5 separate regions of the Mus musculus genome follow, and all the other regions are linked to region 1. Evidence: chromatin contacts called from public promoter capture Hi-C data. All regions are on one chromosome and are shown on one strand. The core of a region is the stretch at or near the end of the contact, and the rest is flanking DNA. Distances in the headings are between cores, read along the strand shown.

The links. Promoter capture Hi-C pulls out the DNA fragments that hold promoters and counts their contacts.
Region 2: a promoter capture Hi-C map of erythroid cells shows a contact between it and region 1, with 28 times the contacts expected there. The contact joins the promoter of Senp8 here to the promoter of Man2c1os in region 1. A contact is called at or near these places in 2 of 39 promoter capture datasets (erythroid cells and pre-B cells) and 1 of 9 other capture datasets (liver).
Region 3: a promoter capture Hi-C map of erythroid cells shows a contact between it and region 1, with 19 times the contacts expected there. The contact joins the promoter of Ireb2 here to the promoter of Man2c1os in region 1. A contact is called at or near these places in 2 of 39 promoter capture datasets (embryonic stem cells and erythroid cells).
Region 4: a promoter capture Hi-C map of erythroid cells shows a contact between it and region 1, with 26 times the contacts expected there. The contact joins the promoter of Idh3a here to the promoter of Man2c1os in region 1. A contact is called at or near these places in 2 of 39 promoter capture datasets (erythroid cells and liver).
Region 5: a promoter capture Hi-C map of erythroid cells shows a contact between it and region 1, with 33 times the contacts expected there. The contact joins the promoter of Parp6 here to the promoter of Man2c1os in region 1. A contact is called at or near these places in 2 of 39 promoter capture datasets (erythroid cells and liver).

Annotation. Positions count from the first base shown.
Region 1 is chr9:57,128,663-57,133,306 of GRCm38.p6, reverse strand. Man2c1os (mannosidase, alpha, class 2C, member 1, opposite strand) reads left to right here and starts at 2,017. Exons shown (of 2, transcript NR_102289.1): 1 at 2,017-2,758; 2 at 3,180-3,325. Man2c1 (mannosidase, alpha, class 2C, member 1) reads right to left here and starts at 2,530. Exons shown (of 26, transcript NM_028636.2): 1 at 2,418-2,530; 2 at 2,026-2,148; 3 at 1,652-1,775. The coding sequence starts at 2,518.
Region 2 is chr9:59,748,333-59,753,140 of GRCm38.p6, reverse strand. It overlaps Senp8 (SUMO/sentrin specific peptidase 8), which reads left to right and starts at 2,492. Exons shown (of 2, transcript NM_027838.3): 1 at 2,492-2,563. Myo9a (myosin IXa) reads right to left here and starts at 1,967. Exons shown (of 44, transcript NM_173018.2): 1 at 1,796-1,967.
Region 3 is chr9:54,861,234-54,865,568 of GRCm38.p6, reverse strand. Ireb2 (iron responsive element binding protein 2) reads right to left here and starts at 1,814. Exons shown (of 22, transcript NM_022655.3): 1 at 1,673-1,814; 2 at 173-262. The coding sequence starts at 1,691.
Region 4 is chr9:54,584,571-54,589,202 of GRCm38.p6, reverse strand. It overlaps Idh3a (isocitrate dehydrogenase 3 (NAD+) alpha), which reads right to left and starts at 2,692. Exons shown (of 11, transcript NM_029573.2): 1 at 2,660-2,692. The coding sequence starts at 2,686.
Region 5 is chr9:59,614,609-59,619,241 of GRCm38.p6, reverse strand. It overlaps Parp6 (poly (ADP-ribose) polymerase family, member 6), which reads right to left and starts at 1,958. Exons shown (of 24, transcript NM_001205239.1): 1 at 1,834-1,958; 2 at 535-774. It overlaps Gm51709 (a long non-coding RNA gene), which reads left to right and starts at 2,118. Exons shown (of 3, transcript XR_003948337.1): 1 at 2,118-2,255.

The sequences.
Region 1 (4,644 bases), core at 768-3,267:
CTCTGGGGAGCTGGAGCTCGGCAAGCACGGCTATGGCAGGCCTTGCCCTTCTTCCCACTTCCTTCTGCCTTGTAAAACTGCTAGATTACATCCCTAAAGCTAGCCACCAAGGTCTATTCTCTTATTTGGGATTAGACCACCTCATCCCAACATAGGCTTTCTTCTTGTAGCTTTATAGACTGCCATTTTCTTAGACCTTTGTCTTCTGGGACAAACACCTCTTTCCCTTCTCCCTTGTCCTCGGTCTCCTGTCTTTGTCTCTTATTCTCTGCCCTCTGAAACAAATCAATTTCATTTGTGCAAAGAACCTGAATTGGGGTGTCTTGGGTTAACTTCAAGGTCCCTACAGATGGTCTTATGGGAAGGATCTTGGGCAGGGATTAGGAGGCCTGGTTGGTAGCTTTTCTTTCTTAAGATTTATTTATTTAATGTATGTATTGGTACACTGTATGCTGTCTTCAGACACACCAGAATAGAGCATCAGATCCCATTACAGATGGCTGTAAGTCACATGTGGTTGCTGGGAATTTGAACTCAGGACCTCTGGAAGAGCAGTCAGTGCTCTTAGCAGTCAGTCCACTGAGCCATCTCTCCAACCCCCTCTGGTAGCCTTTTTACCCATGAATATATAAAAGAAAACCCCATGGAGTGAGGCAGATATATTAATACAGGTCTATAATTCTAGCTACTTGGGAGGTCCATGGTAGAGAATAACAAGATCAAGGCTACTATCAGGGATCATTCAGCAAGACCCTTTCTCGAATTAAACGGGAGGTGGGAGATGGATTAGCTCAGTGGTGAGAACATTTGTCTAGAATTTGTGGTGGTTCTGGGTTATATTAATTAAAAAAGAAGCCCAAGGAGTTTGAGATAGATTGGTTCATCCTCAGTGTTCAGTTAGGTGGGTGCCATCGAAGAGAAGAAAGTTGGATAGGGCTCTGACTTCTTTTTTTTGTTTTGTTTTGTTTGTTTGTTTTTTTTTTGTTGTTTTTTTGTTTTTTCGAGACAGGGTTTCTCTGTATAGCCCTGGTTGTCCTGGTGCTCACTTTGTAGACCAGGCTGGCCTCGAACTCAGAAATCCACCTGCCTCTGCCTCCCGAGTGCTGGGATTAAAGGCGTGCAGCACCACGCCCGGCTAGGGCTCTGACTTCTTTTAGGACCCAGTTACTGGACTTTGAAACGGAAGCTGCATGGACCAACAAAGAAATGTCTTAGTTTTTTAAAATCTATAATGGATATAAAGTGTCATCACATAGCATTACAAAGATTAAACCTGGTATGACATTTAACATTTAACATCTGGGGAATGTGAAGTGCAGTTAAAAGAAATTCATTATTCATGGGAAGATAACTTAATACCTTACTTTATATCATTTTAGAATGATTTGAAGTTTCCCCCAATACATATGTACTATACACAATAAAACTAGCTTATGAAAACTGGGGATTTATAACACTGGTGTCCAAATTCTGGTGGCTTACAACCATCTGTAATGGGATCTGATAACCTCTTCGGGTGTGTCTAAACACTGGCAATTTCCTCAGTTCCGAAATCATGAAATTACTCTGGAGACCCATTCATTCAGCTGTGGCTTCTCCAAAAACCAGGCTAATCTGTGGCAGTATCTGGCTCTAAGAGAGGACACCTCACCTGGACAGGTTCCCCATCACGCCAGACAAGGCTTTCTCCATCGCTTTCCCAGCAAAGATGAACTTCCTGGCCCACCCAAACTTCAGGGATGACCAGTTCTACCCGAAACCAGCAGGTCCACCATCTGTAAGAGAGCCATTTTGATGGGCCTAGGAGTGGAAACCCTCGGCTTTAAGATGTTCTCCATGCATGTGCAGCATCAGAGAAATGGTCAAAGAATAAAGGGAAAGGGGGAGAGGCAGCAGGGATGAAAATACTCAAGTGAAGACGCCGAAGGATAAAGGAGCTTCTCTCAGCAGAGGGCGCCACTCTGCTATCTAGCAGACTAGGGTTTGGTCGTGGGGCGGAGCTTCGCCAAACTGGGCGTTACCCACGTGGGTCCGAAGCTGTCGCCGACCTGCGCAGGGCTGAAGTTCTGCTGCACCGCCTTCTCATAGGGAAGCCTCTCGGGCGTCAGGAAGCTGGAGAGTGTCACCGAGCAGCTGTCCCCGAAGAGCCTGGGCAGGAGCAGCTGATGGGCGCATGCTCGAAGCCGCCCCTGTCCCACCCGTGAGCCAGCGGATGGCTGGGGAAACGCTCTCCCTTGGCTAAGGCCGTGAGGACTGCCTGGCAGCTCAGCAGCACAGACCAACCTCTACCGTTCGCTCCCCAGCCCCTGGCCTGGCAGTGGCGGGAACTTTGTTCCGCGGCCCGGTTGGCCACGGCCTGGGTTTCCCTCCGGAAGGGAAGGGGAGAGCGCGCGGGTGTGGTAGGCCAAGGACCACACCTGCCGCGAAGGTTACAGTCGGTGAAGTAGATCGGGGACACGAACTTCTCCACCCGCTCGAAAGTGGTGCGCCAGTGCTTCAAGAACGGCGCTGCCGCCATGGCGATGCGCCTTCCCTCCCCGGAAGATCCTTGGTGCTGCCGGCTCGTTGCACCGCTTGGAACCAAAGGTTCCGGCATCCAACCAGCTTACAGACCCGAGCAGCTTTTCTGGGAACACCACGGCTTTTGCAAGAGGCTGGCTCTGGGGAGCCTCCCAGTGAAACCCGGAAGCTGAGCCTTCGCGGTTCTCACCTCAGCCTTGCTGTCAGACAGCTGGGTAAATTATTTTAAAATACAATGGTAAGTTTGAGCTGGTGGTGTGGTTCGGTAGGGAGAGTGCTTGCCTAGGATGCACAAAGTTCACAGACCAGGAAGTGTAAATTGGAGTAATCTGCGACAATGTAGCGCCTTTGAGTACAGCCTGAGCTACTTGGTATTCTGAAGGAAGGGCTAGGGAGGGAACCCCTGGAAGGGCATGGGAAAGGTTTAGTTTTCCATTCTCTTCACTTACTCAAGCATTGGTAACTGCATAATATGAAAAGCGCAAGGCTACTTCGGGTGTTTTCAGAAATACAGAAAAGGGGCTTTGCACACCAGTAATCCTCCATTACATTACATGCATCACCGTTGCCCATTACCCCAATGTCCAGAATTTTGATCTAACGCAGGTCAACAAGTGCAAGGAAGTTTGAATGCTAACCTCCAGCTTTAACGTTTGCAGGAGTCTGGAAGAAAATAATACAGGAGGAATCTAACTAGCCTGCTTTAATGGAAATAACCAGGTTTACATTCCAAATGCAGGTTACCCAGAAAAATGATCAAGTAAGAAATATACAATGCCAATTAAAATAACTTGTCAAAACTTGAGCAAAGTCCCTTGTTTTATTGGTCACAAGGACTTTTTCTCCTAAAAGGGCCCTGAAATCTTACCCTGACCTGCAGGGAGGTGCAGTACATAGTACATAGGTAGCAACTGCCAAGGCTGCTGCTGGTCAGACCCATGCTCCCCATCCTTCTAGGCCAGCAGTCTTAAGGAAATAGAGGGGGAGAGGTGAACCATAGCTGAGGAAGCCAGACCCTTTCTTCCTGGCATGCTGCCTCAGCCACTGCCCTACATTTTCCCATTAGGCTTGATTACTTCCAAGTTTCCTTGTCCTCCTATGAGAAAAACACCCTAAAAGCAGGATATGGTGACACACACCTGTATTCCCAGAATTCAGGAGTCCAAGGCAAAATTCATGAGTTTTTTTTTTTTTTTTTTTTCAAGACATGGTTTCTCTGTATAAGCCCTGGCTGTCCTGGAACTCACTTTGTAGACCAGACTGGCCTTGAACTCTGAAATCCCCCTGCCTCTGCCTCCCAAGTGCTGGGATTAAAGGACTGTGCCACCTTTTGAAAACCTAGAAGTCAAATTATTTTTCTTTATGGTGGTGTTGGGGATTTTAAAAACATTGTTACAATTTATTTGGTTGGGGGTGGGATATGTGGGGCCTGGGGCTCAAAACTCAGGTCTTTAGGCTTAGTGGCAAGAACCATACCCAGCTGAGCCATCTCACTGACCCCAGGACTGAGGATTTTTAAATGGAAGATAAAATACCTGGTTATGACTTGCTAGGTGATGGCTGTCGAATTCTATGACAGCTAGTCTGTTGTTCAGAAAGTCCAGGCCAACCACATTTGAGCCCCCACCCCACCCCAATGTTATGGATCACGTTTAAATGTAACTTTTAAGAAGTGGAGTCTAGTGAGATGGATGGGGATACTAGCACAAATAAATGCGCTTGCAGCCAAGCCTGAAACCTAATTCAAGTCCTAGAACTGACTACAAGTTGTTCTGACTTTGACACTTGCACGTTGATGCATATGTGCACACATACAAATAAATGTAAAAAATTTTCTTAATCTTATTTTTTGAGACAAGGTCTTTTTGTGGCCCTGGCTATCCTGAAGTTATGTAGACCAGGCTAGCTCTGAACTCACAGAGATCTGTTTCTTCCTTCTGAGTGCTGAGATTAAAGGCCCACGCTACAATTTTAAAAGCATTTGTTGGTGTATGTTGCTAAGCAATGTAAAATTCATTCCCTTCGAATTTCTACAAATACACTTGACTCTTTGGCTCGGTATCCTGAATTGTAGCCTTATTCCCAGTAAGGGAAATTAGAACTTTGAGAGGGGAAATAGGAGCC
Region 2 (4,808 bases), core at 1,243-3,742, 2.6 Mb before region 1:
TTTCAAACCATGAAAATCATTTATACATATAATACCTGGTACATTTAGAATAAAAGCTTGCAGTAATTTTTAGAAAAAGGACTAAAAATAAATCCAAGTCCATCAAAATGGAATACTACCCAACCAGTAAATGTGGCTCTTCCGTGAACACTATTGCTGAATGATCTCTAGGACTCAGCAGTAGTATGTGAAAATGGAATAATTTGTGTATAGTTTGTGTGTCTTTAAAATACAGATATAAGCTTATAAACGCTGGAAATATCACATCATACCAATTACAGAAGCTGAAAAATAGAAAATGAACAATTGGAGATTGGAGAAAGAGAAACTTTTTACTACACTATTCTGATGGTTTTGACTTCTAAACTGTGTCTCATTAATACCCATAATGTAAATTGGTTTTTCTCCCTGTATTACACACAGACACAAAAAAATGAAAGGAAAAAAAAACCGTAAGTACTAACTACAAAAATATCCCCCACCCTTACATAAACATTAAAATTATACACTTAACACTTAACATTACGCTTCCCTCTTGACATCTCAGGAGTATAATTTCAACAAACATTTTATTCAATATTTTACTACTACTAAGAAAGCTGTTAATAATAACTTCAATTCTGAATGACACTTATACTTGGTCCTTGGAGAAGACTGGGTGGTAAAAAAATACTAAAAACATTAGCCTTCAGGGATTAAGAACAGCTATAAATGCTGTTTTTCTAACAAGTTCAAAAACAGTAAATCCAAAACTCCTCTAGTTAAAAACCTGTGTATCTGTACAAATCTACAGTGCTGAGACAAATATATGAAGAGTTACTTATCTTCATTGGTGTAATGCAACTTAATCCTTACAGAAGCCCAGAAGTGACAAGATATAGACTGGTTCTTTCCTTCTACTGAAGAGACAAGATGAGGAGCAAGCAGCTTGCCCTTGTAACAGCACACATACCCTCCCTGCCTGGGCTTTCACACTCTTTGCTCTCTTTCCCTTTCAGCAACCAGTCCCTGAGGCTCCAAACATGGGTCTCAGTCTGACTCCTTAAAATCCAATGGAGTGAATATACTGGACTATGTAAATAACCCCTTCGAGTTTTCCTGGAAACTTCTTTTCAACCAAAGATCCCGATTGGTTAGAAATCAGGTAACAAGGTTTGCTTAAGAGGTCTTCTAGAGAAACTACACCAGGGCGGGGGGGGGGGGGGTGTGAGGGGGCGATCCAGCACTCTGATGGTGATTTGAAGGGCTAACCGGAGACCTACTAGGTAAGAGCATCATGACATTGGGCTATCTGAAAGCTCGTATGGGTAGGGGGAAAACCTAGCAAACCTGACTGGAAGTAAGCTGCGTGAGGGTCCCTATGAAAGCTCGGGTAGCGATGACTCGTAGGATACCCAAAGATCTGGGACGTAGCAATGCATTAGGAAGCAGTAGTGGCCTTGGTTCCCAGACAAGGATCCGCTCCGACATAACGGTGTCTAGAGGTTCCAGTCAGAGTCCTAAAGAGGGTCTAAAGAGGTTCTAGCAGGAGGTGGAAGGGGGCCAGTGACAGAAGCGCCGCGGCTACTGGTGGACAGAATGGTGTCTGGTCAATGAAAGGTACGGGAGAGTCGAGTCTGGGGGTGGAATCCCGGCGGTACTCCGGCGATTGCTAGGCTTTAGGGGCAGAGCTGCTGGCGGGGCGTCTCCGCCGGGGCGGGGCGGGGCAGCCCTCCGGGAGCCAAAGAGCCGAGCGGGAGACGTGGGCCGGGCCAGGCCAGGCGGCAGGGCCGCTGGGTGCTGGGGCGGGTCTTACCTCTGGCTGCGCCGCGGTGGCCACCACAGCCCCTTCCTCTTCGGCGGTAGCCGCTTCCCCAGCTCGGTTTCCAGGGTCAGAAGGAGAAAGCAGAGGCCGAGGCCGCCGGGGGGTAGGAGGGTTCCGCGAGGGTGGGCCCAGTCGCCTCAGGGTCCGAGAGAGCGGCGGCCGCGCATCCCCCGCCCTGTCAGAGAGACTCCGCCCGGACTGGGCAGGCACATCCCCCGCCGCACCCCGCCCAGAGAGCACGCGTTGGAAGCTAAACCGCGGTCCCTGCTTTTGCCCGGGGACCGGTATCTCCGCCGCAGTCCCTCCCCGTCCTGCCAGGACTTTCCGACGGCCACCGCCAACTGCCTCTGCGTCCCCAGTCCTCTCAGGCCTGCGCGCCCCCGACCCCGCTCACGCGGCCCCGCCCCGCGCGGCTCTCCAGCAGCAGCCGAGCAGGCGCGCGCGCACTTACCTCCCACGCCCCCTGCTGCCAAGCCCCGGACAGCCCCGCCCGGCCCCGCCTCCGCACGTGACGCTGCTGGAGCGGGCTGCCTGCGCTTGCGCGGACACGCCTATTTTCCACCCTCCGAATGGCCCCGCCTCCCCATTCCTTCTTCACTTTACGGCAGGGCTGAGACCTCCGTGTTAGATTCTCGATTACTACATAAAAACGTCGTAAGGTTGGAAAGGCAAACTCTGGGATTACGACCTTAAGTCTCACTTTCCGGCCAGTACAGAGCTCCCTGAAGGCTGGTTGGGTTGGTGAGGCCTGAGGAATAGGTAAGACGCCTCCTCCCTACTTAGGTTTGTCTCAGTTTTTGGAAGCAGTGGATCGCTTTGCGCTCCACGCAGACTCTAGTGTGTCCGAGCCCCTTCCTCATTCTGCAGCTGGATTCTCAGCGCCGCCCCTTTTCCACACACGCACGCCCCTCCCCCCACTTGTTCCCGCCCCCGTGGCCAAGTATTTCTTTCCATTCATTCCACAGACTTTTCACTGAGTTGTTTCTATGCTGTAAAATCCAGAATATTAGAAGAAAATGAAAAAATATCCGCTCTTTTGAAGTGCTGTGATGTAGGAAACAAAGAATCCGCAATGGTAACACAGTAAAATAACACGGGATGAGCTGAACACAAACGGGGGAGTGGGGGGGGGGGGGTCCTTGATTGCAGAAGAGGACTTTTCCCAAATGACTTTCAGGCCTGTGGAGAACTCGTGTTAAAACCTTGGTGGACCGAAACTGGCCAGAAAGAAAATGGGAGTAGAGAAAGGCTAGTACAAAGGCATGTGACAAACAACCTAAGAGTAAAAAGCAAGAGGATTGGCATATACCTAGTAAAAACCGCGCAGGTAGACTTCCATTTGAAACAACTAGACTATGTGGCGAGTGAATTTAAGGCCAATCTTGATCACAAGGCGGGGGAAACTTAACTATAACAAGTGCAAGAAATAATCAGATGCAGGTGCAAAGGCTGTTTTTGAAGATGGCTGATTGCCTGGGATGGCTGGCCTGTTAGCTCCTGAAAGAATAAGGCAGCTAGATCTCCAAGTGGGAAGCCAGTCTGAGCCAATTTTAAAAAAAAAAAAAAAAAAAAAAAAAAAAGCAGATATGGTAGTACACGCCGAGTTTCAGGCTAGCAGGGGATACATAGTGAAACCTTGCCTCAAAGAATAAAGTGAAGTTTAGCTCAGTGAGTAGAACAAGCACTAGATTCTGGGCTCTGGGTCAGTCCTGACTTGGGGAGGTCGGGGCGTGATGGGTGAGTGAAGGGTGAGCCATGGAACCTGAAAGTGAATGACTAAGGGTGAGGAGGGGTAGAGAAGAGAAAAACAGCAGGAGAACACGAGCTTGTCCGTCCATTAGAATCACCTAGGATGCTTTTTTTTTTTTCTTTTTTTAAGTAAAACTAATACCCCTCCAACAAACTATAGCTCACTAGATGACTAATGTTAAGGGTAGAGTCCAGCAAGCTACACAGGAGCGATGAGTGGTGTGAATAGACAAGAAGCTGAGGGAGTTGATTTCCAAACCTTAAAAGCAGGAATCCTTTGACGAGAAAGAATTGAAGATAAGATGAGAAGCTTTAGCAGAAGACTGAAAGAATTAAATGACTGCTCTGGGAACTGAGAGAAGGGAAGCCACTCCTGCCTTTCCAGTCAGGACGGTTCCGTGTGCGTGGGAGGCGGGGAGGGCATGTAGGCGGGAAGTTTGCAGCTAGTGCTAGGCCGTGCTCCTCAACTGAGCCCTATCCCCAGCTTCTCTCAGTTTTTGCTCTTGCTTTGGGTTTTTGCAATAGGGACTCACTGAATTGCTTGGTAGCCAAGGCGGCCGTAAGCTTTCGGATCCTCTTTGCATCGGCTACCACTTCTGCTTCCCATCTCCAATCCTAATCAGATCACCTCAGTTATGGACCCTTCCTCTTCCTGGTAACCCGGTTGTATAAGCTATATGTCCAGGCTCAAAGCTTAAAAACCATCTACATTTTTAGCCCCTCCCCCAAAACAGAGATGAGCCAATTATGGGATTCTAAGCCCAACATCCACTCGCCCTAGACATTCCTGTACACTCAGCCTTGACAATTCAAAGTGTCTTTCTCATTTACTAATTTAAGAACAAGATATAAAGATATTTAAAACGCAGCCTTCTTACAGTCCCACAGTATTGGGGAATACAGGCTTTTAAACAAAAAATTCACTTGACAGAAAAAGTTGTATGAGGTAAAGCCCAAGAAAGCATAGCTGCTGTATGTTAACTAGGGTTAATCAAAGGAAACCTGTCTGTCTGCCTCCTGATAAGAGTGTTGTCCGATAAGGCTAGAGCATTGTATGAAGGAAGAGTAGGGCTGGGAGAAAGATGAAGATGATAAAATGTGAATATATTATGAAGAACCTTGAAATCCATGTTACAGGACTTAAAGTATCTAAGCAATTTATAAATATAAATGACAAAAAAAAAGCTCTTGACCTCTTTTCCTTCCTTTCTTTTTTCTTTTTTCTTTTTTTTTTTTTCCGAGACAGGGTTTCTCT
Region 3 (4,335 bases), core at 565-3,064, 2.3 Mb after region 1:
GGAGAGGCAGCATCTAATTAACTAAAAGTTTAAAGAAGAAATCGAGGTATGGTTTCTATTGTTCTCAACCAAAAGTCCCAAAGGAAGTTTTATAAAATGTCTTCTGCTCACCTTGACCAATGCACTGTAACTACTAGAAACTAAGCCCACGAAAAACGTAAAGCAACATTACCATACTTGGTGCCGCCAAGTTTAGGTACATTGAAGAACTTCTTCTGTGAATTGCCATTTAATGTTTCAATAAGGTACTCAAAGGTGTATCCTGGAGAAGAAAAAGAACAAATGCCTTTCATTAAATACATTCCATCAAATACATTAAGTACATTAACTACAGTTACCAAGAACCTTATTCAAAGAGAAAACACCCAAACTTTTGCTCAGCAGAACTCTGTGTGTGATGGAAAGCTGATGGGAATATTGCACATTTGCATTACCCTGCGGGGCAGCTACGAGGGCCACCTTGAACCATGGAGGCAGTGATGGAGGTGCTGACTGTCCCATACCACAGACACAAGACTCGTCTCCACGGGACTGCAAGGGGACAATTCTAAACCTCGACTCTTGTCAAACAGAAACTAGTGAGACAGACAGCTTTCTACCTTGCCTGTTGACACAGGGTGTTGTCACTGTATCCCAGAGTGGACTTAACCTCACTGGGCAACCCAGGAGAGCCTGCAAGTAGAGGCAATAATCGCCCATTCTGTCTCCTGAATGCTGGGATTACAGCATTACCCACCCAATGGCTTTTCAATCTTAGAAATGTTAAATGTCTGCAAAGAGACCATAAGAATGGTTTAAATGATGTACAAGCATTCAGAAATCGTGCCCTGAACATGCTTAAGTACAGAGATAATGCTTTGACAAAACCATTGTTAGAGGTTCAAAAGGCAATTAAAAATCCAACAACAGAACACTAAAGATGATTTTTAAAGTGACCATCAAAATATCTAGGTAAACTGGCACATTAGATTCTACTAAGAGATATACCCTTAATGGTTATGCACTAATTGAATATGCCCCCACTCTCAGTGTTGTGAGAAAGGGTGAGGTAGATAAAAATTCATTATGCGGCCTCATTACTTGGATGGGTGAGACCCTTAAACATTGCTCTAAGATCTTCTTCCAAAACCAGAAAAGACAAGCACAGTCCATTCAGAAAGAACAGTGTTTTTCTTTTGTGGAGGGAGGTGGATGGGGGAGGAGACTGCAACAAATGATCTGGGAACCGGCTAACGTTCAGCCTCGACAGCCCCTCCACTTCCAGGAGCAAAGAAAGGGAGATCCCAGGATGCTGGGTAGAAGGATCAGCCAGCAGAGTGAAAGCCAAACAAGGGAGCCAGGTCTTCCGACACTCAATGCTCACAAAAGGGGGGCGGGCAGAGAAAGACGTGGGCTTGTCCCTGCCCCAGCAGTTCCTCCTGGGGGCCTGGAGGCTGCAGCCAACAAGCAGCGGGCCCCGGCCAGGGGCGGAATTAGCGCTCCGCTGAAGAGCGGGACGCGCGGGCGGGGACGCCCGGCCTTCGCGGCCTCCGCCCCGAGGGGAGAGAACGACCAAGCCCTGAGGGCCCGACCGCCCCCCCGGGTGACCGTAAGCAGAGCACAGCGAGGGCCACGGATGTACAGCAGCGCACGCCACCAGCCGCCAACGCTAAGGCGGCGGCCGGGAACTGACCTGCACTTGGGGAGTCCATCGCCGGAGACCATATTATCCCTGCGGGGAGGGGGCCAGCGGGGGAAGGAGGGGGAGGCCAGGCCGGGAAGAGAGGGAGGAAGACGGGCGGACGGGCAGGGGAAAGGAGGAAGGAAGCAGTCTCGCGCAGGCACCGCGAGAGCCGCAGAGCTGGCCCGGGGTCCGCGCTCGCGGGATTTGCCGGCTAACTCTCGCGAGATCCTCGGACCGGCGAAACAAAGAAAGAGCGGGGCGGAGCCAGCGGGTAGGCGGGTCTCTGCGCAGCCTCTGTTGTTCTCCAGAGCTGGAGGTGGGGGGGCGGAACCCTGGGAGGTTAGTAACTTTGACAACGGGACGCCATAGGTTCCGTTACTTTCTTGTGGGCCCAAAAGTATACCGTGAGGTTTTGAGGTCCCGCGATGTCTGCAGGACTGTCTTGTAGGAAAGAGCCAGGATTGGGACTCAAGTTCTCCCTGCATGGTAAAGCCTTGTGTTAAGCCGTGATGTAATGAGGCGCCCACTCGTGCATTCTCAAGAGAACAAGGCCGGGTTAATGGGACACATAGGCAATCGACTAATTGAATGAATTAAAATGTCCATACTTTCCTATAACTTCAACCTTTCTCTTCCCAGGAGCAGTTAAACGTGATGGTGTCCTAAGTTTCTCTCTGGCCCCGCCAGGGAGAGTCCTTATGTCTTCCCTGTCTTGTCTTTTGGTTAGCGGACTCTTTGGAGTTGTCTGGTTTGCCCTTTTCTTCCCCACTCCTATCCCTTCTCAGACTGGTTTCCACTTCCAAAAATGCCTGTGATAAAGGTAGGCATAACTATTTGCTAATACCCCAGCTCTTGCTTTAACTGTTTGTTTAGTATGTTTGCTAAGACAAACTGTATTAGCTTCCATAATTCCAAAACTATTCTGTACTTCCTGGCCTCCAAGCCTGCTTCATCCCAGTCTCCTCTACCAGGGCCTTTCTCTGCCCAGCTATTAAGTGTACTGTCATTAACTCTATCTCGTGACATGAGCTTTGCACCAGATTTCATTTCCTCTGGCTCATTCATCTGTCTATTGGCTCCAGCTATCCGTTCATAAGCTGATGCTCTCTAGCCTACCTACAACTCAAACCCATCTCCTAAGCTTAGAGGAATATATCCTAACGCTTGTTACCACAGGCATCTCCTATGCAAAACCACCACCACAACCACTGCCACCCAAGCCAGTGACTGAGTCCTTATGTGTCTGTCACCTACACCAGCGAATGCCACCGCCTAAGCACATACCAGCACGCTATCCTTGGCTCCTCTCTTCCATTACTGTTTAGAAGTCCACTTGATCCACTGGCTTCCTGACCTTAACAACTGTGACAGTCTTCTCAGAAAGTCTCAAGGGCATGACTATTCTCGAAATCATCTCCATGAAACTGAAACAAACTAGGAAGGACACAGTAACCAAACTCACATACCAAGAAACTGAGTCTGGATTTGCGATGCATTCAGATGGAAGCAAGAGCTCACGTATAACTTCATTGTTCACGAGGCTGAACTGAATAGTTCTGCTTCTCTTGAAACAACACTCCTGTACACCGTTGGCTAACCCTTACTCACTCTTTCAAGACTTGGGCTTTTCTTTTTATGTTTTAAAGATTTATTTATATGTGTATCTCAATGTTAGTGTATGTCATGTGTGTGCAGGTGCCCAAGGAGGCCAGAAGAGGGTGTTGAATCATCCTAATTACCAACCTATCTCTCAAATCTCATGGTTTTCACTAGTTTGAGCTTTTGAAAATTCGTTTGTTGTGGTTCTGGGGGTTGAACTGAAGTCTTCTACAAGAGCACAAATGGCCTTAATTGCTAAGCAATCTCTCCATCCCCCCAGGACAGTCTCTCATACAACCACACTACAACAGTTAAATTCAAGAAATTTAGCACTAGCTGGGCGTGGTGGTACATGCCTTTAATCCCAGCACTCAGGAGGCAGAGGCAGGTGGATTTCTGAGTTTGAGGACAGCCTGGTTTACAAAGTGAGTTCCAGGACAGCCAGGGCTATACAGAAAAACCCTGTCTCAAAAAAAAAAAAAAAAAAAAAAGAAGAAGAAAGAAAGAAAGAAAGAAAGAAAGAAAGAAAGAAGGAAATTTAGCACTGGTACAGTACCATTAATATTTACACTTTATGCATTTGAAGAATCAGCCCTATTAATATTCTATAATCAAACATTGACATCATTTACAACCAAATTTTAAAATGTTGCCAATTGTTTCAATTGTTTACCTTGTTTTATTTATTTGTTTTGAGATGGTCTTGCTGTGTAGCTCTGGCTGATTCCACATTCACCAGACAACCCCAAAGGGACACTAGGCTGCCCACGCGTGACAAACGTGGCTCTGGCAGGGCCTGCCCTTCTCCTTCATTCCCTCTGCCTTGTAAAACTGTTAGATTACACTCCTAAAGCTGGCAATCAAGGTCTGTTCCCTTATTTAGCTACTTCTTCCTCCTGAGGCTGACAACAAAGGTCCAGCTATTAAAAGATTGAAGTCCAGCAATCAACAGCCCCCTTTGGCCCACCTAATTAACACGCACAATTAAATTTAAAACCTCACCCTAACCCAGGGTTTCCCTTTTCCCTTTATAAACTGTCATATGCCTAGGAGGCTTGTCTGTCTGCTCTCCA
Region 4 (4,632 bases), core at 1,443-3,942, 2.5 Mb after region 1:
CCAGGGAAGCCAGTGTACATACTGAACAGAGGAGAGCCTGGTGTGGTAGTATAGCAGGGAATTCTCTGAGTTCTAGGCCAGCCAAGGCTACACAGGGAAACCGTCTTAAAAAACAAAAAAAACCAAAACAAAACCTCAAGCCTGCTGTACTGGTCTTCAGAGTGAGTTTAAGGTCAACCTGGGTAATGTATTGAGATTAGATCTTACAATTAAAAACGGAGGGAAAGAAAGGTGCTGAGGAGGTAGCTCAGTGGTAGAGTACCCCTGTCACCAGGCTTAAGGCCCAGCACTACAATAGTAATTAAGCATCCCAAGACATGCAAGCCATTTATGATTTGTCTGCTACTGTGTCTACAGTGCCTGGTACAAGCCAGGCCATCCTCAATCCTGCCTGTAGCTGAGGGTTCCCATCCCAGCTTCCATGCCTGCAATGGCTGTCTTCTAACAGCTGGGATTTCCCACATTTTCATCTCTCCTCTATGTTCTTGGACTGAAATAATGCACTGACAAAGTCCATCCAGAGAGAAGTTCACATGACACACTGTCTTTCACCTTATACTATACTTGTGAATCATTTTACTCCTGTAATTCCCAAGGAGACGCGTTTTCAGGCAAGAGGACCTAGCCTTACCTTCCCGACCTTGATTTCAGGCCCTGGATCACCTTAACCCTGTGGCTCCTCGCTTCCTTTTTACCTTCATATTCCAACCCAAACCAAGAGATACTGTGTAGGAAGTAAGCCAGGCTCATCATTGTCTTTGGAGCCTTGAAAACCTCTAAAACCTTCACTTTCTCACTGGGAAAGCACCTATGATCTGCAAATGACCCTTTTTAAAAAAAAAAAGAAAAAGAAACAAATAAAACTTTAACGGACACTGGGTGTGGTGGCTCATAACTCTAATTCCAGAACTTGGAAGGTGGTGGAAGTAGGAAGATCAGGTCAGCCTTACCTATAGCGTCAGCTAGACTAGTGGAGACACTGTCTTCAAACAAAACAAAGCCCTGCCTGAAAGGAAGCCCAGTACTATAAAAATCCAAATACCATTTGGTACTTCAGCACGAGTTAACCTCGGGAGCCCCTTCTTAAGCCCTAATCCCTTGAGAGAGACTGAACCAAAGCCTGGGCCACTCTGCCAAAGGTCACACAGGCAATCAAGTCCCAGGGGAGCATCTTCTGACCCTATGGCCAATAAGTTCTGAACTCTTGTGGATTTCTTACAGGGCTAAAGGAAAAAGCAATTTTCCAGGACGCTCTTTACTACTTAGCCTTATTTAGTCCCCCAAGGCTGACTACACCTAGCAACATGAATCAGGTAGAGTGTGTAAGCCCAGACATTAAAGGACTGACTTGTTGCTACACCTTTAAAACCAAATGTGACCTAACAGCATCTCAAGCAAAAGTGGGTCTGAACATAGTGACAACGTAGATTCTAGTCACCAAACAAAAAAGCCTAGTTACTGATGTCCCAGAATCACTGTCTGCTTGATCACTGCCAAGACAGATACATCGATAGCTAGGAAAGCTTCAGGCTTTCATGTCCTTCTACATGGAATAGGTGCTTTCATGCAGAAATACCTGTGACACAAGCACATGTATCTTACAGGTGGGTTCGCAGATGTTAAATAGTTTGCAGAGGATACACAATTGGCCAATGGCTTTGTCAGGATTTAAAATTAAGAACCCCTAAATTGAATTATTAATAAACAATAGTGCATCTCCAAACCTCTCTTTAAAGGAGAAGGGCAATACAAATTTCATTTAAAAATCTGCATTGCTTATAGCAGACTTCTAGAGAGCCACCCACGACGGCATCAGATGACCTACGGCCTGGTCAGTACTATATCCATAATTAGCTAAGTGACCTTGGCCACCGGAGAGACAGAAAATCAAAATACCTCGGGTTTCTCTCAAAGATGACAATGACCTCCTGTATGACCTTGAGCAAATTTGTCTTCGAGGGCAGGTCAGCTCCACCAGGAAACGAAAAGACTGCATATGTAACCTGAAGCGCCTTCCAGCTCTAGTACCTGAACTATCAGGGAGAACTAGAGAGTCCCAGATCGCTGGGTCCCAACAACTGAAGGTGAAAGGACGATGATGCGATCTCCCTGAACGTTCAGAGTATAACTCCAAGGAGCACGATGCCCTGCGTCCTCTGAAGGAGGAATACCTACCAGGGCACCAGGCATCAGACTAGGAAGAGTTCCAAGAGAGAGAAAAATCTGGCTGGCCTAACGGCCCGGGATTCCCTCACCTCGAAAACCCTCTTGCGCCCAGCGTTTACCCGGTCAAAGGCTGAGGGATCAGGGAGGGGCGACCTGGGCATGCTGCCCGGAGACCCGCAGGTGACAGGGCCGCGGGGCCTAGGTGGCCTGTCTGTGACCCTCAAGGGCTCCGGGGGAGGCCTGTGCACCTATCCTGGAGGACACTGGTGGGGACACCCGGAGCAGTACTGGCCGCCTTGACCTTGACGCCGTCCCCGCCCGGCGCGGCTGTCCCGGCTCAGGGCTAGCCACGCACGGCGTGCCGGCCACATTCCCCGAAACACTGCCCGCGGGCCATGAGCCGCCTCCGCGCGCTCGCCTCCGCCATCCATCAGGCGGGATCACAGCCTACTCTCCCTGCTCGCCCTCGAGCTTGCTGCCCTGTAGCGCTCACCTTGGACACCCACGCGGACCCGGCCATCGCGTCCACTTCCCTCACCGCGGCGACAGCGGCAACACCAGGGCGCATGCGCATAGCCCTCTTCCCAAGCCCGCCCCTCACGGCCCCGCCCCGAGGCTCCGTGTGGCCCCGCCCCTAGCTCGGGTCTCTCGATCGCTCACCGCCCCGCTCCGGACCCCGCTGCACAGCTGCCGCTAGCTGACCAATCACCGCCTTCATCTTTTGATGACGCGCGGAGCGGGCCCAGCTGCGACCCGGAAGCCTCCTCCCCTTCCTCCCGCTTCATTCATTGAAAAGCTGTTTGGATGAGTTTTTTGTTTCCGACCTATTAGGGGACCAATCAGCCTTCTTTATTTGGGGGATTGTGCGCCCCTTAAAACTTTGCGGTCCCACTGGGACAAATATCTTGCTTATTTTCAAACATTGTTTTGTTTTGTTTCATTTCTTAAGACAGTATCATGGAGCTTCAAACTGATTATGTAGCTGAGGCTGGGTTTGAACCCCGGACTGCCAGGGGTTCCTCTTTTCTTGCCTCTATCTCCCAGGTACAGGGACTGTAGGCATGCACCACCTCGCCTAACTTGATTCTTACATTTTTTTTTAAATTTTCATTTTTTTGTTTTGTTTTTTGAGACAGGGTTCTTCTGCATAGCCTCAGCTACCCTGAAACTCACTCGCTAGACCAGGCTGGCCTCAAACCTACAGAGATCTGGCCTCTGCCTCCCGAGTTCTGGGATTAAAGGCGTGTTCCACCATCATCTGGCTAATTTTTATTTTTTTTTAATAGCTTTACTGAATAAAAAGCATTTATTAGTCTGCAGAGGACCCGGATTCAGTTCCCAGCACCCTCATGATGGCTCACAAATGTCTGTAACTCCAGATGTAGAGGATCCAGTACCTTCTTCAGGCCTCACAGGGCACCAGATACCAATATGGCACAGGCACCTACATGCAGACAAAACACTCATATACATAAAATAGACAAATCTTTTAAAAAGTACTTGATGTAAATGTACAATCTGAAGTTTTTAGCAAATGTAAGTGTTTTCATAAAATAAATTCAGAAAACACAGCTCTTGGGCTGGGGAGATGGCCCAGTGGGTTAGGTGCTTGTTTCAAAAGCATGAGGACCTGAATTCAATACCCAGTACCCATGTAAAGAGTCAGGAAAGAGTGAGCATCTATAACCCCAGCAATGAAAATCCAGAGCTAGGTGAATCCTGCTGCCATTGCCAGACAGCCTAGCTGATATGATGAGCCCCAGGTTGTTTAGTGAGTGGGAGACCTGTCTCAAAAGCTAAGGTAAGGATACCTACCATGAAGCCATGAAGCACTCAAGCACTCAAGCGCTCTCTCTCTCTCTCCCTCCCTCTCTCTCTCTCTCTCTCTCTCTCTCTCTCTCTCTCTCTCTCTCTCTCCCCCCCACACACACACACCACACTCACATTCTCCATTTACACACTATAACTCTTACTTCAAAAAGAGTAAGAGGGGGTTTAGTCTGACCAAATATAAGTAACTAAGGCCAGGAAACACAGGTTTAGATTACCCCAGTTTCTATGTTTCAACGTGGTAAACAAAAACAAAAACCATGTTGAGGACAAATCAGAGTTTGCAGACTGGCAGTGATGGCCCATGCCTTTAATCCTATCTCTCAGGAGGCAGAGGCAGTTGGATCTGAGTTAGAGACCAACCTGGCCTACAAAGCTAGTTTCAGGACAGCCAGGGCTACACAAAGAAACTTTGTTGCAGGATATTTGATCACACTGTGAACTCTAAGACTGTGTTGTTTACTTGGAAAACCATTTTCTAGTTGTGGTGTGGCTCAGCCTTAGCACACACCATTAATCCCTCAAGCTGGAATACAGAAATGACTTATTACTTCCTTTAATTCCAAATAATGAATGAAGATGAAGTTAGTTTGCAGAAGGAAACACCCATGATTGAAAGTGATGTCTGGGGCTGGT
Region 5 (4,633 bases), core at 709-3,208, 2.5 Mb before region 1:
CATCTTGTCTCTACTGTTCTCCCCTTTAGGATTCCTTTTTAGATATCCACACTCTGGCCAAAGGTCACCTTGACTGCCCATATAAAATACCCACACTAGCATTCTCGATCCCCCTCCACATTGTTTTCTTCACCACAGCTCTGACCACTCTTACATTTATCTCTCACCAGACTGTAAGCTCTCTCTGTATATGAGTACTTTGTCTTCAGGCACACCAGAAGTGGGCATCAGATCCCATTACAGGTGGTTGTGAGCCACCATGTGGTTGCTGGGAACTGAACTCAGGACCTCTGGTAGAGCAGTCCAGTGGTCCTAACTGCTGAGCCATCTCTCTCACTCCTGACTGTAGCTCTATAAGCAAAGATTTTACTGTTTTCACCATTCTCAGCCTCTATAACACATTTACTGAATTAGTGAATGAGCCCTCAGCTATGTACCTAGGCCAAATAGGAGGTAAGTATAAGAACTTAAATGCTGCTACTAAACTGACAAAAATCACACAAAATGCTTTTTAAAAATCAAGACTTCATTCACCTTCAAGAGCAGCTGAGGTGCCAATTATGAAGTTTGGGACCAGGGTTCTTTTAGATTGAAAACAGTCAAATGCTGCTCTGGACGAAGAGGGAAGCACTACAGTCCAGCCTGGGTTGTCTTGGGGTGAGCAGTAGAATGAGGGCAGCTTAGGCTAGAAGTGCCAACTTTCTCAAGGTCTTTCACTGTAGAAGTCAAGGAAAACTGAGCATCTCCTCAGGGTTTGCTGCTTGGTTTCTGATGCTATTAAAAGGAGGGGGTAAAAAAAATCAGTTTTTCTAAGGAAAAGACAGTTATGAAATGACCAGCTTCTCCAACCAGACTGTTTTAGTAAAAAAAGACTTGAATCCTCAACACTCCATGGCCTTCTCTCAGGAATGGAGAGTAGATTTAAAAGCTGGAGAGTGGGAAAAGGCAGATGGTGGAGCACGGAATTCATTAAAAAAGAAAAAAAAAAAAAAAGAGGGGGCTGAGAGATGACCTAGTTCAAAGTTTTCATGTTACATATTTAATACTCCAACCTAGGGAGGTCACAAAACTTGCATAAGTAACTTGAACGTTTGATAGGGCCAAATCTATCCATTTTTTCATGTAATAACTAGTTCGGGGTGGGGGTGGGGGGCAGATCTGGAACCTTTCAAGAGGAGCTAGATCAAATAGAGACTATTAAGAGTGCCCAGAGAAGTGTGCTGTTAGGCTCAGTGTTTATTCTGGGGGATGGCAGCTCGCATTAACACGCTTGGTCTATTTCTATGAGATCGTGCCAACGGTAAATAAGCCTTCGGACGACCCACAAAGGTCTTTTTCTCTACGTCCATTGGCACTTTTCAGAGTGACCATTTAACGTATACCTAGTCAAGAGACGCCTCTGATCTCAACGTCTACATTCTGGGCTTGACTTCCAGCTCAGTGTGCTAGGAGAAGAAAACTCCACTCCAACGGAAGTGTCAAAAGGACTAGGCTACTAAACAAAGGGCGAAGGAGGGTGCGGAGGGGCGAGACCCGCGGGCCAGCGCTAACCCTAGCCCGGGCGGAGGGAGAAGACCAAGACGCTCGCGAGGACACCTGCGCATGCAGGGCAGGGCCTGAGGCCTCTTCTCCAGGTGTCCCCCAAAGCCCTCAGCTCCGGCCTTCCCCGTTAAGGACCCGTCTGCGGCTCGCCGCCGCCAGCCGCCCAGCCGAGCGAAGCCTGTCAGCATCCCTTACTTGGTCCCTCAGGCAGGGCGGACCTTGCCAGCAGCCCGACCGCCCCGCCCCATCCCCACTCCAGCCTCCCCACACGCCAGCCTAGAGAGTACTCACGGCGACCCCGGGCCGCGCGCGGCCGCCGCGGAGGGGACGAGCGGCCCGGGACGCCCCGCGGGGGCGGAGCGGCAGGCCAAGGGGCGGGGACCGAGGCGGGCGGGTGAGGTCGCGCACCACACGCCTCAGCGTGCGGTCTCGGGCACGCCGGGGCGCTCTGCGCATGCTCAGGCGAAGACACCGCGATCAGGTGTCCTCTTCCGACCAACCGCGGTGCGTGCTGTACCTGGGCGTGTCCCCACCCCAGGGTGCTAGCCAGGGCGCGCGTGCGCAGTGATCCAGAGTTGAAGGCGTGAGGAAGCGAGAGAGTGGCGCTTGCGCTTTGGGGCCCGGAGGGAGCTTGAGAAAGAGGTTCTCCGGACATGCCGAAATATAATGTTTTTCTTTGTCGCCTCGTGTGGTTAGGAGGGTTGCAGAAGAAGGTAATCTAGATTGCCTATATAGAGATACTGAGGTGCCCCTTTGGTGCAGCTTGAAGCCAGACAAAAATAGGAATCAAAAGTTAAAATTCTGAAATCTGACTTGCTCCCATGTTCATTTGCTTCGGTGTACCGACCGCACCCAGGCTTTCTCATCACACAGGGGACTGGGGACATAGCTCACTTGGAAGAGTGTTTGCCTAGCAACCACAAACCCTTAGTTTATGCACAGGTGTGTAAATCCCGTGTCGTGCCTGTAGTCTGTATAATGTTATCTCAGCATTCAGAAAGTTGAAGCACAAAAATCAAGTTAGAAGTCTTTTTGTTTTTTGTGGTTTTTTTGTTTTTGTTTTTGTTTGTTTTGTTTTGTTTTTCGAGACAGGGTTTCTCTGTATAGCCCTGGCTGTCCTGGAATTCACTCTGTAGACCAGGATGGCCTCCAACTCAGAAATCCACCTGCCTATGCCTCCCAAGTGCTGGGATTAAAGGCGTGTGCCCCCATAGAAGTCTTAAGCTACATAGCCAATTCAAGGCCAGCCTGGGATATATGAAACCATCTCAGAAATTAACTAAATGAAACATTTTAGTTGGGATGGAAGAGAAAGCTCAGCAGCCAAGATCAGTGGCTGCACTTGTCAAAGGCCTGGGTTGGGTTCCCAGCACCTACGAGTCAGTTCACAATAATTTGAAACTCCAGTTTCAGGAGATCTACTACCCTCTCTGGCCATCACAGGCACTAGGAACCAATGCGTTGCACGCACATATATGCAGGAAAACACAAACATGCATATGTAAAATTAATCTTAAAAAAAAAAAGTGGGGCTGGAGAGATGACTCAGGGGTTAAGAGCACTGGCTGCTCTTCCAGAGGTTCTGAGTTCAATTCCCAGCAACCACATGGTTGCTCAGAACCATCTATAGTGAAATCTTGGGCCCTCTTCTGGCATGCAGGTGTACATGCAGATACTCATACATTAAAAATAAAAAAAACCCTTAAAAAAAAAAAAGTGTGGGACGGTAGTGGTGCATGCCTTTAATCCCAGCACTTTAAAGGCAGAGGCAGATCTCTGAGATGCTAGTCTGGTCTACAGCACTAGTTCTAGGACACTCAAAGCTACACAAAGAAACAGTCTCAAAAAAAAAGAAGGAAGGAAAGAAGAGAAAATTAAATTATTGCATTCTTGGCTTGAGCCGTTGTGCTTGCCCCCTGGGTTCTAGTTTCTCTCCTTGCTTACTCATGAGTCTCAACTGGATCGAGCCAAGGATCCCCAGGCCGCTGACTGCTAACAGATTTTGGTGTTTTGTTACATTGTAATAACTGAAGAAAACTGAGGGATATACTCCAGTCTCAGAGTGCAATAGTTCACAGTAGTTCAGAACTGGACTTAGGGTCACATAGTCTTCTGAGAGCATGCACTGTGGAAATGTGTTCAACATAAGAAAACACAAAGGTTTTGTTCCCATGAATGAAATGTGGAATGGCAGAATCCCACAACCTCCCAGGATTCCCTCTCTTTAACCCTTTCCCTCTCATGCTCCCGTACTCAATGAATTTTAACTGCTTTATAGATTATTATGCTCTTCCTGGCTTTCTTCATTTTCCATTAGTCAGTTACTCCCTCTCTCCCTCCCTCCCTGCCTCCTTCCCTCCTTGACTGTCTCCCTCCCTGCCTCCCTTCCTCCCTCTGTGTGTGTGTGTGTGTGGGGGGGTGATGGGGGTGGGGAGAGAGGGGGAGGGGGAGAGAGAGAGACTCTCACCAAAAGAGTTGTTTATAAATGGATTGACTGGTTGGCCAGCAAACTCCAAGGATTCTCTTGTCTCTTCCTCTCCAGTGCTGGGATTACAGATGGTACTACTGTACCCCACTTTTTACATGGGTAATGAGGATCTGACTTTGAGTCTTCCAAGTTTTCATGCAGATTTTTACTGACTGAGTCACCACCCCAGGACCTACATCACTATAATCTCAGTTCTGTTAGTAGACCTAGTGAAACACTGTCCTCTGATCAGAGAAACAATGGTTGTTTCAAGTGACCTTCACAAGACTGGGAGTGAGGGATAGAATGGAGTGAAGGCCACTGGACTCTAACATAAGATCCCAGCCACTCCCTCTTGAGCCTCCCCCACCCCCCACCCCCACACAGTATGCCTTCTCCGCCACGATGGACTTAAGTTTCTCTGAAATCATGAGCCAGACACACAGCTTTTCTTCCATGAGCTGTTTCTGTCAAGTATTTTGTCAAGCAGAGTGATTAATGCAAAAGTGAAGGAAATAACTCAGCTTTATAGACTTGAGCTTGTGGGTAGACATCCTTTTCAGTCAGTCCAGCCCACGAGCTCATTCTCTGGAAATTGTGTTTTCTACATCCATGCTTGAGACA